2 separate regions of the Lactuca sativa genome follow, and region 1 is linked to region 2. A link is a contact called in public Hi-C data. All regions are on one chromosome and are shown on one strand. The core of a region is the stretch at or near the end of the contact, and the rest is flanking DNA. Distances in the headings are between cores, read along the strand shown.

What was found. A called contact is a pair of places that touch in the nucleus more often than the background predicts.
Region 1: a Hi-C map of leaf shows a contact between it and region 2, with 6 times the contacts expected there. The contact joins the promoter of LOC111918221 here to the promoter of LOC111918224 in region 2. A contact is called at or near these places in 3 of 4 Hi-C or Micro-C datasets (bud, leaf and seed).

The regions. Positions count from the first base shown.
Region 1 is chr9:199,896,970-199,899,753 of Lsat_Salinas_v11, reverse strand. LOC111918221 (mitochondrial import receptor subunit TOM6 homolog) reads left to right here and starts at 1,483. Exons shown (of 2, transcript XM_023913888.3): 1 at 1,483-1,789; 2 at 2,272-2,446. The coding sequence starts at 1,592. The coding sequence ends at 1,756.
Region 2 is chr9:199,746,304-199,749,352 of Lsat_Salinas_v11, reverse strand. It overlaps LOC111918224 (4-hydroxy-3-methylbut-2-enyl diphosphate reductase, chloroplastic), which reads left to right and starts at 1,379. Exons shown (of 9, transcript XM_023913891.3): 1 at 1,379-1,708; 2 at 2,000-2,196; 3 at 2,447-2,758; 4 at 2,852-2,926. The coding sequence starts at 1,447.

The DNA.
Region 1 (2,784 bases), core at 234-2,733, 150 kb before region 2:
GCTCATTTACAAAAGAGTTTAGCGAAGAACCAGGCTCTACGCGGGCAGACCTTATGAGCCAAAAGCTCTTCTTCTCGAAGCCTTCTGGCGCTCCAGGACTCACCTCTAACTCCTAAGAAGGACTAGAGAAAAGCCTTGAGGCTTTGGGGAGGTTTGGGAGAGAGGTTGAGAGAAGGTGTATGGAAATGAGGTGATTTGCGCCTCTATTTATAGGCTGGAAATCAAGCAACACGACGTGTTACTGAGCCTAACACGTCGTGTTAGGGTGTCATGTGTCACCATCTAATGACAAGGCGTGGGGAGGAAGCTGTGGCTGAGATGGTGCCACGTGTTACTTGCTAGTCACTCAAAAAACTAATTATCTTCTAAAATATGTAACTTTCGCATATGAGCTTTGTTTTGACGTTTTTTATATCCACACGTAGGTAGCGACTTGATCTACAACTTTCGTTTAGACTTCGTCGACTAATTTTGACTTTATTTTTAAAGTTATATTTTAACATGCTTAGACAGTTAAAGTCCGTTAAAAATTCATAACTTTTTCATCCAACTTCCGTTTTCGGCTGTCTTTAAATCGTTGAGCTCCTATTAATGAGATATTAAATTCTAGTTTAGGTTGTGTTGTATAAAAATTGACCAATCTAAAATTCGATTTCCGGGCTGTGTGCTGTTACGCTAAATCTTAGAAAAATCATAATTTCCTAAAACGAAATCAAATTTGGACCTTCTTTTTATTTTTATGTACGTTCTCGGTTTAACGCATATTAAGACTTTCGTTTAGATCTCTAAAGATAAAAAGTAGTTTATAAAAAATTCACTCTTTATGATACGCAACGCTGTGCCGGTTTTGTCGCAAAACTTCGACGGGTCATAACTTTTTCGTTATAAGTCAAATTTCAGCGTTCTTCGTATATATATATATATATATATATATATATATATATATATATATATATATATATATATATTATTTTGGTTAAGATTATTTATTTTAAATAATCTTCTATCAAAAATTCATTTTTAACACTTATTATATTTAAATTGACTAATCCGAATCTACGAGCGTTACACAATTGAGAGGTGACTTGGAGCTCAAGATGTGGATGACTTACAAGTCAATATTTCTAAGAAAACTGTCATCGAAGTCATTATTTACACGAAATGGTGGGTTCTTTGGCATTTTAAAAACACTTTGCTTTTTATCAACAATAACGATAAGCAAGTCTCCATTTTGGTAGCCACTCTTTTATGCTATTTTAATTGAAATCATAAGTCTCATATCAAATTGGCCGATTGGCTCCAAAACATGCATTTTTATACGTAATTTTGTTTTTCTTTCTAGCTCTTGGTTCTAATAAAATTAGGTGTTAAATTCTTTTTTTTTTTTGATAGTATGCTAAACTGGGCCGGTATGGGGCCTATGTCTATGAAACATCACGTGGGCTGAAAAGTTTCAGTTCTTAGATCTGCAAATAAATAGCGTAGGAGTCGACAAAGACGAGAGGGCTAGGGTTTTTGAATTGCTCTTCGGATTCGCTAAAATCTCATCAATCGCAAAAGGAAAACCAACGCTACACATATCGGATCGAAGATGTTTCCCGGTATGTTCATGCGCAAACCAGACAAAGAAGCTGCTCTGAAGCAGCTTCGTGTGCACGTTGCCATGTTCGGGTCGTGGGTTGTCGCCATTCGTGTTGCTCCTTATGTTCTTCATTACTTCTCCGGCAGCAAAGATGAGCTCGTTCTTGATTTCTAGTTCTGTTCTTCCAATGATATCTTGATTTTAGAGGTAATCACTGAACAATTGCCTTAGAAGTTATTTGGTTTTTTGTGTTAATTTTAAATTGATGTCAAGTTGCTCGAATTTGTGATCCATCCGGTGTTATGAAAAGTTAGGGTTAGTGATTTTGGTATATAGAAAATATAATTTATCACTTTTAGATCAGATTAAGTAAACACATGAGAACCAATACATTTGTTATGCCATCAGCCCATCAATTAGAACAATCAATTGCACCATGATCATATTTCGATTAATGTTTGATGCTTTTTCTATTATGTCTTTCTTTCTGTAATAAGTAAAACAAACCAATATATAAGCCTACTTGATTCAGCCACATTCTCGTTGATTCCTTTAAGTAAAAAAGAAACAAGATCTTAGTTATCTATGATGCTTTTGGAATCCTTTGCAGGTGTTTTTTCTTCTAACTATAAGCCCTCATTTCTTGATCTAGAAAAATCTGATAATCTTTTATCTTTATTTTTTTGCAGCTATGTTGGGATATTGCTTTGTGGAAGAAGTGTGGTTTGAAAACAAAATCTCATCTGTTGATTCAATTTCTTGAGCTTATGTTTATGTTTTTGAATCCAGGAAACTAGGAGAATAGATTTTATATAATCCCTTTATGGCACTACATTTATATAAACTTGTCGTTGAAAGATTTAATTGCTTTAAACAAGTATATACTATGATACAAAACACTAGACCTTTAAAATAGTATCATAAATGAACGACCAGCTAATCATTTTTTTGCGTATCATTTTGTGATCAAGTGTCACCAAATCTCAACATCCAGAATCAAATTCTAGAACTGTGAAACACTAAATTTTGATAATATGATAATCAGCTTCTAACCGCAATGCCAAACAACCATTCATCTTGAGAAGCACCACTAATTACATCATCATTGCTTTGAATTTTGTGGCAAAGTCTTTGTTCCATGATTTGATGTTGTTCCCTTGTAAAGTGAAGGGTAAAATGGTTGTTTTTATAGCCCCTTAATT
Region 2 (3,049 bases), core at 130-2,629:
CAACCTTTATCCCTTTCTACCACTCAAATGAAAAACAATAGCACAATATTTTGTGGTTAACACGATCACATTGATCGGCTAAGTCCATGGACAAACACTAAAGAGAGGTTTTATTGATCGACTATTGAATTACAGTTATATTATCTTATTTTAAGCTAGGTTACACAATTCAAGAGATCTATTATATGAGAAATTGATCTAAAATCTATTAATATGATTAAACCTAGAAACTTTCATGAAAAATTGGCCCATGATCCACAAAAGACCAAGATCGGACCGAAAAAAGTTTAGATCATTTCTAGTCTCAAAAGACCTCAACGTTTCGAGATCGACCTGAGGTTGATCCGTAATCACCATCTAAGAGGAATTTTTACATAAAGGAGGGGTTGTGGAGGTATACCTCCACAACCCCTCTATGTAAAATTTCCTCTGATTACGGATCAACCTCGGGTCGGTCTCGAAACGTTACAGTCTTTTGAAACTGGAAATAGTCCGGTCCTTGTGATATGTAAATAGCACAAATAGACAAACAATTGCCTCTGTCTAACGCTATATACCTTTATGCATTGTTATATCTTTATCGGTTAGAGAATAATAAATTTGATCATAGTTTGCAAATTTTTATGCATTGTTGAAGATTTTCTTTTCGAAAAATCAAATATTCTCCTATCTTTTTTTCCTACTCATTAGATCAAAACAAGTCAAATCAAGAAAAAAGATTAAGAGAAAGAATTAATGATATTCATATGTCATAACCTTGTACGAGTAGAAGAATAAGTAAGAAAAAAATGTAAAAATATATTCAATTGTCTTCCAATTATTAACACCAACTATTTAATAATGATTTAATCAAAGCCTTAAATACTATTGACTTCACACAATAATAACATATTGTATGCAAAATAATAATAATAATAATAATAATAATAATAATAATAATAAATCTAGCATTTTTCGTCTGATATGAAATATCTAATTACTAATTACAACTGTTTAATAACAATATTTAGTTAGTAATCAAAGTTTTAAATAACATTGAATTCGCATATAGTAACATATTTTACACAAATAATTTTCTAACAGACTGAAACTTGAAACAGGGTGTTAATATAACTACAAAAACTACATTACTACATATGCTTAGTTTAAATATTTTTTATTATCATATGTATCAAGTCAATTTCAAATATTTAAAAGCTATTTCTTTTTTCTAAATAAACATATACTTAGGTGGCATAAATGCAACCAGAAGGTATCTAAAGCCACATTCAACCATAAATCCTATACAAAACACGCCAAAAAATAAAAATTAAATAATTAAAAAAAATTGAGATACACGAAAATTATAGAAAATATGGATCACGGATTATAGCCTCGTGGGATCAGTTTCTCACCTTCAAATACACACACTATTTTCACACACACACAATTCCTTCCACTTCTCCAATGGCGTCTCTTCAACTAACTCCTCTGTCCACTTGCACCGATCTCTCTCTTCCTGTCATCAGAGTTTTCCGATGCCGGAAGACTCTTTCCGTCCGGTGCTCTGCTGGAGAACCTTCTTCTTCCTCATCTCCATCGATTTCCGTTGGTTCCGATTTCGACGCCAAGGTTTTCCGGCATAATTTGACCAGAAGCGAGAACTACAACCGGAAAGGATTCGGACACAAGAAGGAGACGCTTGAGCTAATGAGTCAAGAGTATACCAGTAATAATCTTATCCGTTTAGCTTGTTTCAACTAGTTCTTTTTCCTGAATTTGAGATAATTGAGCATTGAGAATTTTTAAATTTGATGCGGCTTCTGATGTTGTTCAAATTTACTTATCTCATGGGCTAATTTGTCTACGACTGGAAAACTGATTGAGATCATTTTCTGGTCTAACGGAGTTTCCAACACCGATGCTTATGTTAAATAATCGTTTCAACACGGTGTAAGCTGTCTTATAGCCTAAAATTCTAATGATTGATATGTATTTTGTTTAAATTGAATTTTTATAGGTGACATAATAAAGACTTTGAAGGAGAATAACTACGAATATACATGGGGAAATGTTACTGTAAAGCTTGCAGAAGCTTATGGCTTTTGCTGGGGTGTTGAGCGTGCTGTCCAAATTGCTTATGAAGCCAGGAAACAATTCCCTGATGAGAAGATTTGGATCACTAACGAAATTATTCACAACCCTACTGTTAATAAGGTACTAGCTTAGTTTATTTGGCTTACAGTTTTCTGGTGATTTTCCTCCAATAATAAACATTTTTAAGGGTCTTTTATTAGTTCTGTTTTCAGTTGATCCCTGAATCGTGCTGTCATTTTAATAGATTTCTGTTGATTCCTAAGTGAAAGTATTCTCTATTATTCCTACTTCCCTCATATGCATGTATCTTGTAAAACTTAAAATTTTTTCAACAGATGATGATTAAAGTTTTGAACTTTTGTAATCGTAGAGGCTAGAAGAGATGGAAGTTAAAGATATCCCAATTGAGGAAGGAGAAAAACAATTTGATGTTGTTGATAAGGGCGATGTTGTTATTCTGCCTGCTTTTGGAGCTGCAGTAGACGAAATGTTGACTTTGAGTAACAAACAAGTACAAATAGTTGACACTACATGCCCTTGGGTGTCTAAGGTGTGGAATACTGTTGAAAAGCACAAGAAGGGGGACTATACTTCAATCATTCATGGTAAGTATACCCATGAAGAGACAGTGGCAACAGCCTCTTTTGCAGGAAAGTATATCATTGTGAAGAACATGGATGAGGTATGCTTAATGTGGTTTTCTTCTTCTCAAGTGCAAAACACTTTTCCACATTGATATTAATTATATTAAATAATAGTTTATTACTTGATCCAGGCAACATATGTGTGTGATTACATTCTTGGTGGTGAACTTAATGGATCTAGCTCAACCAAAGAAGCTTTTCTGGAGGTGATTTGTTTATTATTGCATCTAACTTCAATTTTTTTTTTTTCTGTTTACAGCATTGAACTTTAAAAAATCTACCCAATTATAGCAATGTCTAAAAGTACAATGTCTTAATAATAAAAAGAT